2 separate regions of the Zea mays genome follow, and region 1 is linked to region 2. The links are chromatin contacts, called in public Hi-C maps. All regions are on one chromosome and are shown on one strand. The core of a region is the stretch at or near the end of the contact, and the rest is flanking DNA. Distances in the headings are between cores, read along the strand shown.

What was found. Hi-C and Micro-C count contacts between places; a contact is called where the count stands out from the background.
Region 1: a contact with region 2 is called in a Hi-C map of leaf, with 4 times the contacts expected there. The contact joins the promoter of LOC100286212 here to the promoter of LOC103626248 in region 2. A contact is called at or near these places in 3 of 25 Hi-C or Micro-C datasets (endosperm, leaf and tassel).

What each region holds. Positions count from the first base shown.
Region 1 is chr5:38,379,831-38,386,418 of Zm-B73-REFERENCE-NAM-5.0, forward strand. It overlaps LOC100286212, which reads left to right and starts at 3,658. Exons shown (of 1, transcript NM_001159100.2): 1 at 3,658-4,427. The coding sequence starts at 3,754. The coding sequence ends at 4,236.
Region 2 is chr5:38,190,724-38,197,345 of Zm-B73-REFERENCE-NAM-5.0, forward strand. LOC103626248 (protein TIFY 11c) reads left to right here and starts at 1,672. Exons shown (of 3, transcript XM_008646649.4): 1 at 1,672-2,080; 2 at 2,174-2,446; 3 at 2,584-3,070. The coding sequence starts at 1,827. The coding sequence ends at 2,713.

The DNA.
Region 1 (6,588 bases), core at 2,408-4,907, 190 kb after region 2:
CTAATAAATATCAAATGGAAAGTGCAGGAAAAGAAACTGGATGCAGTCGGAAACACAGAATAATATGATTTGTACCTCATGCCTATGTCTACCTGCTTATTGTAGCTGCTCTAGTTTCTGTTGGTAAAAAGGGCCCACTTTAACCAACTAATTTCGTTTCAACAGCTATAAATATGAAAAGCATTATTTGCCTGGCAGTAAATGTTAGTGCCCATAATGTAATAGGAGAAAACTAAAAGCTTTAATTATTACATAATCCTCATGGGAACCAGTGAACACAAAAACTTACTATGTCTGGCTTGATTATGTCATTTCACTCCTTTGTCTTGCTCTTCATCTCCTTGTAATTTGAATCGGCAAGCTGCAGAAACAAATGGAGTAGTTTATATGCATCTGATATATAGAACATGTAATGCACTTCTATTGTGTACATCTGTTTGAGCGCATAACACAAATAGACTTTTGTTTTCAGTCAAAGCAATGACGAATACTGTAGGTACAAATGGTACCATTCTTTTTATATTTCGAAGAAGATGATCATTTGCAATATTTAAGAAATAGTCATGCCATGCCAAACGCTGAATCTGGATGCTAATCCAGCCTATATAACAAGAAATAAATAAGAAACAGATGGATGAAAAGAGAATCCACATTACCAAAAGAGATTGTAAGGCATCTGCAACAACTTCAGAATGGCGTACAGTGCAGTGCATTCAATCTCAAATAAAATCCCTGCTACAGTGCTAGCAACCTTCTTCCTCCGCTGCTCCGTCAAGGAAGGGGAGGAAGTGAAGCACAGAGAGAGAAAGAAAGGGGGGGGCGAATGGAGGTGGAGGATGGCGGCCGAGCCGCCTGAGTGCTGCTGAGCTCCCAGTGTCTTTGTCTCTGATGAGGTTAGTACCTGCACTGCACCACTTTTCCTGCTCTGCCATGCTCTCCGTTGTATTCATCACCCAGCCTTGCTCGCAGCTACTACTTTTTCTTGTTGTTGCTGCTTTCGGCACTGGTCTGGCTGGTGGCTCTTGGCTGAGAAAGATAAAAAACACTACCAGCCACCCCCTTCTCCCATTGCCGCACCACCGTCCGCTACGTTGCGGCTGGATGGACATGGATTCCGCCCCCCACCCGCTTCCAGATCCCACATGTTGCTTTTAGTGAGCTAGACGCTCTGCTGGATTGTTGCCACTATTAGCAATGTCGTATTCGTAGCAGTCAAGCACATCCCACATGTTTGCAATTTCCAGTACTGCAGCAATAGAAAAAACTAAAACAGCTAGCAGTTAAAGCGAACCAATACAAGAAACTTTAATAAAATGCATGTAGATATAGACCAAGCGAGGTTATTTGAAACGCTCTTGTGTGTAGCTCCAATTGAAACATTATAAATATTTTTTCTTGTTATGATGACTTGCAGGTCATGTTGCCATCATTCACTCACATTCTCATGATCACATTAAAAAAAGAATGACAGAAATGCTAAAAGCAAATGTCCTATTTATCTTCATTTACATTCACCATCAAACAGAAAATATACGCTTTATTTCAACCTGAATCCCATATTCAGTACCAGTTCCTAGTTGAATAATTTCTTAAGAAGCAGTTTACAAAACAAAAGAAAAATAAGGTGTGCATATGTTCTTTAGTGCGTGAGGGAAGACATATCTATGATCTTCTTGTGAACTTGATTATGTTAGTGTCATTTGAAACTATTTTCAGAAACTACTCTACATAGAACACTTCTTATCTAGAACAGTTAGATAATATATCAGGTAGAGAAAACAGTTTCTCTTGGACAAAATGAGTGCGGGTTCTATATATCTACAACACTGCTTGTCTAGAACAGTTAAATACCAAAAATACTGAAACCTTATTGAAACACCAAAATACTGAAATTGTAGCTGACCAACAGAAATTCATAGGAAAAGAACAGTCTCACTACAGATGTCTCATAATCAAGGTTTAGTGATGCAAATAGTGTATACAAGATCCGGATGTACCTAGCAGTAGTATGAAGAGATGCATTTGTTATGTAATGTTTCTTGACATTTTATATGCGCGAATGTGTGTCTGCCGCATCCTACAGGGAAGGTTTTTGATGGGGGCGAGGCCGGTCGGTGCCAAGGCGACTCACCTTCCCTTGAGAGCGCGGATCGAGAGTCGGTGCGTCGATCTGGGGCGTCTGATTCGCCTTCATGGATAGCGCGGCACGAACGCGGATGGAGAGGATTGCGCCAGGAGGTAGCAAACTTCACGGATGGAAAGAATAGGGAATGGGCGGAGGAAGCGGACACAATTCCTCGCTGCTGGAGAGATCTGGAGGAAGCGGTGGACAGGAGAGAGCAGGGATTGCGTCTGTGGATCCGGGCGGATGGCGAGGATTGCGTACTTCGCGGAACCAGAGAGCAGGGAAGGTGAGTCGGATCCGGGCGAGCGCGGATCTGGGCGGATGGAGGAAGCGAATGGAGTTCCTCGCGGCTGGGATTGCGGGACGCGGAGAGATGAGATCGGGATGAATGATAGACAGGCTAGGGTGACTTACCAGCAGTAAACAGTCGGGGATGACAGGATGCAGCCTCATCGGAGTCGGATGACGAGTCTGTGGCCTCTCCAGCTGACAGCGACATAGCGAGACACATCTAGGGCGCGATGCGAGGCTAGAGAAGGGAATGGCGGGGATGGTAGGGACCTTTCAGCGAATCGGTGCAACAGAGCAGCAGGTGGTGGTGGGCGGCGGTGCGGATGCTGCCGTCGCGGTCGCAGAGAAAATGGGAGAGGAGGACCTGGCAGCGATGGAGTGGGATTAGGGAAGGAGACAGGTGATGAAGGGTGCGAGTCAGAGGGCTTGCTCCTCCTTCGGCTCCTCCTTGGCTGTGCCTCCAGCGCCTCCAGGCGTGTAGAGGGAGTCGCCAACAACCTCCCCCGCCTCGCAGCAAGAGCTTGCTCGTGGATGGGGCGGGCGCGTGCACGGAGGGGGAGGATGGCGCGATCGCGAGGGTCAGACAGCGGCTAGGGTTTCGGAGAGGGGACTGCCCGGAGGAGTGGGGCGGGGTCACGGAGCGAGATTGTCGCGGGGGGACGCGGGGTCACTGAGGCGCGTCGGGGCGTCGGGGCGGAGCCATGTGAAGTGTGGACGCCCCCGTTGCAACCTTATAGAGTAGTAAAGAGATATGAAATAAGTAGTTCGAGTTAATCGTGGACCGTGGGAGCTATCCCGCAAACCACACGTCGAGGACGTGGACCTTATGGTTTACATGGTCGAATCTTCCGGCCGGCCGTACATACTAAATATAGCGGTCAACAATATAATTAAGAACGAAGTAGTAAATTGTATTCATGGTCATGGTGTTCAACCAGGAGGCAAGCCGCTCGCAGCCACGTGCGCGGAGCAGTTCGATGTGAAGCACGACGTACCTGCACGTCCCCACCTCACCGCCACCGCGGCACCGCGCCACATGCCTCAGACACGACGTCACGTCGTGCACTTGCGGCGGGCGCCGTCGACAGGCTGGGTGGACGTGCTCCCACCTCTCGTCGCCACAGCTTTTTCACGTGTTTTTCGTGCCGACGACCCATACACTCCTCGGATGCGTGTTCTCTTTCTTCAATCAACTCCCAGCTATATAAAAACAAGACCTCTCAACGAACCCACCGAAACCCAAGCAACCAACAACGTCCGAGGCAAATCAAATTTCCATCAACCCTCCTCCTCCTCCATTCTCCAGAACAGCAGCAGCCAGCAGGTCATCGCCAGTGATGGCGGCGGCGGCACCTTCTGGAGGCACAGGAAAGAACACAGCTGCGACTGCGACGACACCGAGCCGGTTCGCGGCGGCGTGCGGCGCGCTGAGCCAGTACGTCAAGGCGGCGGAGGCCGAGAGGACGCGCGCGCGGCCGCCGGTGCGGCGGCCCCTGCCGCTCATGCCGGGCGCCGACGTCGACCAGGACGAGCCGGAAACGGCGGCGCAGCTGATCATCGTGTACGGAGGGCGGGCGCTGGTGCTCGACGACGTCGCGGCGGACAAGGCGGCGGACCTGCTGCGCCTCGCCGCGGCGGCGGCGGCGCGAGGAGGCACAGAGCAGCCGCTCTGCTCGCTCGCCGACCTACCCGTGGCCCGGAAGGCGTCGCTGCAGCGGTTCATGGAGAAGCGCAAGGACAGGGTCGCCGCCCGCGCGGAGCCGTACCGCCGGCGCCGACCCGTCGGTGACCGACGCAACGATCTCGCGCTCGAGCTGTGATTTGAGGATGTCTCGGCGGTAACTACTAGAGGACGCTGTGCTCAAGAAGCAGCCGAACGATCTCTGATGCTTCGTACAGTCAGATCATATTAATTTGTTATAACTAGATAGGTATAGGTGGATTGTTCTTATGTGTTGTGCAGCAAAACAGAAGAAAAAACTTGGAGATGAAAAGACATGGTTTCGCATTACCTTTCTTTCGCCACTAAAAATGGTTCTTTTTATTTGTCTTGAGATTCTGTGACAAAGAGATATCTATAATAACGTAGTCTTGAGATTTGCAGTTTTAAGCTACCTACAATCCTAAACTCTTAGACTATAAATACAATTAAAAGATGATTTGTATGAAAAGTCGTAAGGAGTCGGTCTCATATTTTTTCATCTAACCCATAGAAATTCCTCAACAGATCTTATATTAAATAGAGTTATATATATGTCCTTATAGGTTAAAGGAGTAGGATGAGGTTAGAGAGATGAGTGTGTGTTAATGGCGGTAGGTGTACATGATAAGAAAAAGAGGGCTAAACAAAATCCTGCACCATTTACATGGTGTATACGACCATAAGTGTACGGTGACAAATACCATGCTTCTGCAGACACATAAAAGCACAAGACAAGAATTTCTCCTACTATACGAAACAATGCGTGGACTTCTCTCCCTTTACGCGCAGCCAGCTAGCAGGGCGCTGCAAAGCTTACCCATAGACCATTTAGAGCAGGTCCACGAAGATCTCCTCGATCAAACATGGTCCCTGAAGGCGAAAGGGGCGTGAGGACGACAGCCCAAAAGCAGACTGCGACCCAATTGACACGTTGATCATTGATGTGTTGCGGCGCCACAGCATGTTCAAATCCCCACCGATCCAGCGTTCCCAACGCTAGCGCTCTCGTCTCCACCGAGATGCCTTAAAATAGTACCTTAAAATTTAAAATACTAATTTATTTTAAATTATTTAGGGCACATAAAAATGAATTGACCTCCAAAGGGTTATGACATACCATAGATCATATATTTTAAAAAATAAATTACATTATTATAAAAGAAAACGTTGATGAGGATGTATAAAACAAGGATAAGCCATTAAACCTGTGTGTAGTATGTTTAGGTCAATTTTTGATTTGTTCTATATTTTTTTATAAAAAAAATATAAAATATGATACTATTGAAATTGTTTTTATAAGCCGAGTCATATATTTAAAGATCTGGCAACGATTTAAGAGACTGCAGGAGATGCTCTAAGAGTAGTTTTAGCGCTCCTAACTAGGGACCGACATGTGGACCGATCGGTATTGACGGGTCCGGTTTCAACGTTGGTCGATTCTATTATGGAGTGTTTGGTTTGAGGAATGATATAGTCCATCATCTTCTCACTCCTCACTTTTTTGTTTGGTTTGTAGAATGAAGTGAGTTAATCCATCACCACCTCATTCCTCATAGTTAGTTGTTTAGTACTAATATGTGGAATGAAGTCATCCTACCAAATTTGAGGAATAGACTCATGATGCACCACTTCACTTTGGATAGAGTGATTCATCAAACCAAACACCTTATTAATTCATCGACGCGCCAATGGATCGATCGGTACTGACCGTATTAGAATCAGACCAGTTGTATTGGTCGGTGAGTTAGACAATTGGGTCAGTGCTGACCGTTGCTAGACATATGATGTTCTCTGATTATTTTACGTCTTTTTTAACCGTTTGAAGTGTAAAACTTTTTAAAATGAGAAAAAAATCATAAAATCACTATAGAAGGTCGTTTCATTTTCGGCAGCCACGTAACACAAAAAATAAGCCACTTGTGGTCGAAACTAAGGTATTTTTTGTGGCAAGTGTGTTATTTTCGGCAGCAAGTCACCGCCACAAATCATAGACCGAAAACAAGCTTGAATTTTCGGTGACCATAGGGAGGCCACCAAAAATACGCTAGTTTCAGTGGCCCTGATAAAACCGCCGAAATAGAACAGTAAATTTTGTCGATCACAGTAGTCACCAACATTAATTATGGTCTATTTTTTGCGGCCCATACATGGCCGCCAAAAAATAAGCATTTCGAGGGTAAAAATATGCAGAATTTTATTTACATCCAGAATTTTCATAGCATTCACATCAAATTCACAACAACACATCTCATCAAATTAAATGTCACACCCAGTTTTAGAAGGTAAACCGAATGCGAACCATGTACGTGTCAGGATCAGAAATTCACGTACACATCGATTACATAACTGGACATCATCACACAATGCTCAAATAATAGTGAAAATAAGTATAACTTTATTACATCATGATGCCCAAGACATCCATATAGTCATTAACTTAAATATAAATCGAAGTGCTTAACGAAACACA
Region 2 (6,622 bases), core at 422-2,921:
TGTTGACGACATTAATGAGGAATTCATAGTTGCTCTAGTTGCATTGGAGATGTGGGGGAGCTCGTCAAGTGGGGTTTCAAGAGGACCCATGGCGGAAATAGGTATACAATGGGTTGAGTGGACCTTGGAGAGTAGTGATGATTGCTACGACATGTTTCGCATGTGCTACACTGTGTTTCATCGTTTGCATGAAACCTTGGTCACCAATTATGGGCTCGTAGCGAGTCGTGGAGTAAGTACAAAGGAGGCACTTGCTATGTTTCTGTGGGCATGCAGGGGACCCCAATCTTTTCGACAAATAAGAAATACATTTGGTCACTTGTTGGAAACAATTTGTCGGAAATTTAGTGAAGTACTTAACTCCATATAAAAGATGTCCAACGATGTGATTAAGCCCAAGGATGTGCATTTCTCTGATATTCACCCTAGACTAAGAGTCCCGATTTTGGCCACATTTTAAGGATTGCATTGGAGCTATCGATGATAGCTACTTTCTGGCCTTTGTACCATTGTCTGAGCAATCTATATACATTGGTCGTCACGGATACGCTTCGCAGAATGTCATGGTCGTTTGTGACTTCAATATGCATTACACATTTGTTGTGACTGGTTGGCCTAGTTCCGTGCACGATACGAGAGTACTGCAGGATACTCTTATCACCTACGGCGATAGGTTCCCCCATCCACCCGAAGGTACGACAACAACCTACGTTTGTTTCATTTGCAATTAATAATATGTATGTAACTATGTCGTTGACCTTTATAAATTTGTATTACAGGGAAATATTATCTTGTTGACTTCGGGTACCCTAACAGGAAGGGATACCTAGCACCTTATAAAGGTCAAAAGTACCACATTTCCGAATGGCAGCATGGGAGGCAACCAGTTGTTGCGAAAGAGGTATAGTATTCAACTATGCGCACTCGTCGCTGAGGATTGTTATAGAGCGATTGTTTGGGGTGCTGAAGATGAAGTGGAGAATCCTGCTTAGACTGCCTTCATTTTCATTGAGGAAGCAATTGAAGATAATTATAGCATGCATGGCGTTGCATAACTTCATTCGGGACAGCGCGATACACGATCATGACTTTGACCAGTACGTACCTAGCAGTAGGCATGTTGATGATGTAGTTGTAGGTGAGAGTAGTAGCACCCCGCATATGAGTTAGATATGAGTGCTTTTAGGGATTCTATTGCTAATGTGTTAGTGTCGTAGGTACCTATCTGGGTGTAAATAAATAACTTGTACAAGACAAATCATGAGGTATTGTAAGTACCTTATGATTGTTAAGCATGTTTGTGTTTTTTCCATTTTTTCTCTCAGAATCTACACTAAAATTCTGACCACCCGTTTTTTTTCACAGCAGTCGAACTAAACAATCAGATTTTTATCATCCAGCTTCTCCTTACAGCCAGATTTTCCTTATAGCCAGCTTTTCAGCTGAACCAAACAGGCTCATAGAGTGGTTCATAGAGTGGTGAGGAAAGTAAATGCATGCAAATTAACCTATGGAACAAAAGGGGTAAGAACTAAGAAATAGCGCAGTGTGTACATTGTTGCAGATCAGTGGCTGTGGCTCTAGCCGGGGTCCTCCCTCGCGCTCGTCGGCCCTCCGCTACCAGGGCCTCGCATTTCACGTGCTCCCCTTTGCCTCGCTCGCCCACACGCACAAACAAACGCGAAGGCTGCCCGGCCCTCGCGGCTATATTAGCCAGCGCCTGCCCACGCAAGAGACTGCACAGAGAGAGGCCTAAGCACCAGCACCAGCACCACCACCAGTGATCCGGCCAAGGTCCGTACCGACCAAAGACGGCCGGGGAGGAGATGGCCGCCTCCGGGACCGGGAACAACAGGTTCGCCCATACATGCGCTCGCGTGCGGCAGTTCATGATGGAGCAGAACAGGCAGGTGCGAATGGATGACCTCATCGGCTCCTCCTCGTCCCCGAGGCCACTGCAACTGACGCCAGTCCCTGTAGCGACGGGGCCGCCGCCGGCGGCTGCCTGGGAGACCGACGCCGGCGCTAGGACTTTGCCGCTGTTCCCCGTCCGCAATAGCAGTAGCACGGAGATCATCAGGTGAGCGAGCTCGAGTTATGCATTAATTGATCTGCTGGCTAGCTGACGTGTTCTTGGCCCGGCTTAATTAATTTCTCGATCGGTTTGTTGCAGGCCAGAGCAGGAGGCCAAGGCCACCCTAACCATCTTCTACCAGGGCCAGGTGGCAACGTTCCACAACTTCCCGGCAGACAGAGCCAAGGACCTTATACAAATGGCAGGTTCTGTGACCGGGGAGGCGCCGGGGAAAGGGGTGACGACGACGACCGCCGTGCCAGAAAAGGCCGGGACCAGTGGTGGTGAGCCGTCGGCTGCAGGGGTAGCTGGCACGCCGCCCATCGCAAGGAAGCTCACGCTACAGAGGTTCCTTAGGAAGAGGAAGGACAGGTGAGGACGAGAGATCACATGCGTGCACTCTCTCACATCGGATTTGTCTTATCAGTAACTTCTTTCTCGATCGGTGCTGTTTGGAATTTTGCATAGAGCATTGGATGATGACAATGCGCGTGTGTTTTTACTCGCAGGATCGCCGGCGCTGACGGCCGCGGCCACAATGAGGATGCTCCGCCGCGGAAGAAGACAGACTCCGCTGGCGCCGGCGCCAACGACCCCGCCGAATACGTTCCTGATGAAGCCTCGTGGCTCAGGCTCTGAAACCCGCTCTTCACTGCAAATTTGCAGGAGAATAATATGAATGAGAAGGGCAAGAGTGCTGGCATGCATGCCACACATCCTCTAAAATGATACAATAATAGTGCCGTGTGTGCCTGTCAGAATTCCTAAGAATTCTTAGGCATTGTTTGAAAGGGCTGTAACTTTTTTTTCTGAAAGCACCTTGCCGTGAAGCTTTTAGAACATCTCTAACAGGAGAGATGTATAGAACTCTAGCGCAAAAAATTGCTTCAACGAGAGTTCTATTTTACAAAAATTCATCAAAATTATAGGACTCTGTCAGATATTGTTAACATTTTATTTCCTAAATAATATGATATAGGACTCAGTTTTGTTGGAGCCGTAAATATTTTTATGGCCTTGAACACTTTAAATCAGGTCTTATTTTAAATTTTAGAACTTAAATATATGACTTTTTGTTGAATATACTCTTAAAAAACTTGAAAAGATGCTCTAAGATAGTTTGTGTGCTTTTAGTATAAAGTGCAGTTTTTTAGAGTTTTTGTAAGTTAGAAGAAGCAACCCTCTTATTTATCAAGCTTATGGCTTTTCGAACTTTTTGAGAAAAGCAAAAGCTGGCGGAAGCTTCTCCAAACAAGGATCTTAAAATGGTTATATTTCCTTTGATTTAAGGCTGGCTGGTAAACGATTGGCAGGATCGTATCCTTTGCATATCTGTTAATGCTTTTCTGTGGTAATAATGAACAAGCAGGATCGGTAAACTGATGGCAGGATCGTATCCATTATCCAATGTGTGATCTATTGCTAACTTTCGTTTTTCCGATCAAAATAGAGAGATTAAAACAATGTTATCATTATATTATTAACAGGTGCTTCATATAAAAACCAAGCAACTAATACTCGGTTTGAATCTCATGGTCTATAGTTTAGTTAGTTAAAGTTAATGACTAATCTTTAAACTATTTTGGATCGCCGTATGGTCTAATAACCTAATCATAATATTAATCTGGATAATTTTCATCAACGAGAGGCTGACAAAAAATAGGCTGAACAGATAGGTTAATTATTTACATCCATCAACAACCTAGGGTGATTGGTCCATCGGGCTGTCCACATCACGTCGTGTAATGAGAATTTATACTGTAAATTACACTATTTATAGAATGAAGTTTGAAATAGATTATGAGATAGGATAACTGTTGGGTCCCGTGGCTCCGTCGGGCACGCCTTCCACCCACTCGAGCCACCCATTTGCACCATTTCAGTCATTCTATAAAACCGATGTCAGCCATTTCGTGTATTGTTCAGCCATTCCATGGAACTAATGTCAGTCATTCTTGTTTTGTTCGGCTATTCCATGGTTCTAATGTCAACGACCTATTTTTATTTAGCCATTCCTGATATTTTGTTCAGCTATTTCTAGTTTTATTCAGCCATTCTCATTTTGTTGGCCATTTCATGAAAATTCTCAGCCATTCTTTATGGTCTCAACCATTCTTGCGATAGTGAGAGTAAGATCAATATGTTAAGTGGATCTATTTTTAAAGCTTTCATCATGACGAACACAATAGTGAAATCGATTTTTCTAAATTCGTCATCCGGTTTAGTACATATTAACTTTTAAAGTGGAACAATGAATCATACATGCATGCATTCTTTTTTCGAAAGAGTGGCTAGAGGTGGCTGCATTTGATCGGACGGGGCGCACGCACTCTGGCGCGTCTGATTCGGTTATGGCTTGTTTGGGAGCAAGTGGAATGAAGGGTATTGATAGGACTATAATCCCTTGCTATCTAAAATTGAATAGTGGAGGATTATATGCCCTCCAATCCACTCTATTACCTTTACTCCCAAACAAGCCCTTAGGGACTGGTTTGGGTGATGGACCTCTGATCCATCACCATAGGTGACGAATAGCGTTTTAAGAGTGTGCGTGCGTGTTTATGTATTGTTATTCGTTATTCTAGGTGATGATCACCCATTTTAGAATGACTAACAAAAATCACGAATGACTAAACGATCAACCAGCAACAACTTAAATGACTTATAAAAAGCGTGAATAACTTAATCGATTTGTTAAGACATTTCAGGGTGGGTGGTTATCATCTAGGATTACGAATAGCGTGTATATATATAGAGATTTGCTAGTTTATTGTGCATAGCACTTGTTAGGGAGCGTTTGGCAGAGCTCCATAGCTCCACTCCCAGCGAGAATCACTCTCACGTAGCAAAACGGCAAAAAAGTAAACTGCTCTATGGTGGGAGTGGAGTAAAACTAGTCACCATTTTGTACTAGAGAGTGGGAGCAAAAAAAACTGCTTCCCATCGCTTCCAACATGATCCACACTCTCCGACCCCTTATAAATCACTTCACACATTATTTGTCAAATAGTTTTCGCCAAATAGATTCACTCCTACTAGAGAATTATTTGAAATCACTCCATCAAAGAATCAGCTCTCGAAGCTAAAAAATTAAGGAGCGGAGCTCTACCAAATAAGCCCTTAGTTGTGATATAAATGCTCCCAGCCACTTGACGGAGCAGCCGATGACCCGATCGATTTCCCTCCCGCTAGCGCACGTTGCTAGTGTGGCCCAGAATTCGCATCACCTGTCGATGTTAGCGTGTTTCCCACAACTCGGTTATCATGTGAGTCCTTATTCCGTTATTACTATTGCATTTAGATTAAGTAGGATTGAAAAAAATATAAAAGATTTTAACTTGTTTAAAAATTAAACACACTTAATACTACCTCAATCCACATGGATTGAGCAAAATGAACAAGGCTGAAATGGCGTCGTTCACATCCAAATCTCTGTCCACTACTCTGCGTTGTTTCTCCTCTCTGCAGCCAGGACAACAGAGTCAGCGAAGGATCATCCGTGCGGTGCAGCATTCACTCCATGGAAGCCGATGAAGAAGCAGCACATTATAAAATCCGCTATAGGCTATATTACTAACATTGCTCTAAATGAGCTTTGACCAAGGTTGATCTTCCTGCATTCTTGCCATTAATTCCAAGCTGTGGGTCTCTGCTTATGACTTTATCAACAAGAAAGGCTGAAAATCGGTCCTTTGAAGTCAGGCCGTTGTTGGTGAGAGGTAGACCTAAATACTCCATGACTTTCTTAACCCTATGCAAAAAAATACTCCAAACAATATTGGTGAAAGGACACGTACGTATTGTTTTGACAGCCTCATGAGTATTTTTTTTTCATAGGGGTTAAGCAAGTCTGTCAAAATAATACGTGGCTGCTCTTAATTACCGCTATCCTCACATATATAAATTGGCGAAGTGTCGGGTCTAAGCACACCAAATTCAAAAATCAGCCGTCATCCCTATCCGTTCCATGGAACAAATCTTATGAGAGATATAAATAAATTTTAACATGTTTTTGTGTTTTAAGATTACAAGGTATTAACACAGACACTAATAACACACGCACACTCACCCTATAAACGCACAGTACACACGTAAATAGTATCCCTATGAGTATCTTTAAGGACTGTATTGACAAACTTTTGAGATTGACTAAATTTTTGTACTCTTAAATGCTACTGGTCTACCTGAGTATCTTTAAGCCCTCAGTGTCGATAGGAGTGGCACCTACCATAAATGCTACTGGCTCTCGTACCACTAGTACCACTAGTCTACGTGTCCTTTCACCTAAATAAATTTTAATTATCTTCATAAATCCTTTCTGTAGCATAACTCAATACAAAAGATACCGGTCCATGTAAAATCCATAAAGCCTCAAGTATGTACTACCGGTTGAGTATAGTCCAGAAGGATAGTTAGGACCTGTTTAGATCTTATGTGCTAAATTTTAGTAGAGTGTTAAAGTTTGGCTTTTTAAAATTTAGCATATGTTAATGTTTAGCAAATGGATATAGAAGACATTTATATCCCTATTTAATGCAGGATGAGAGG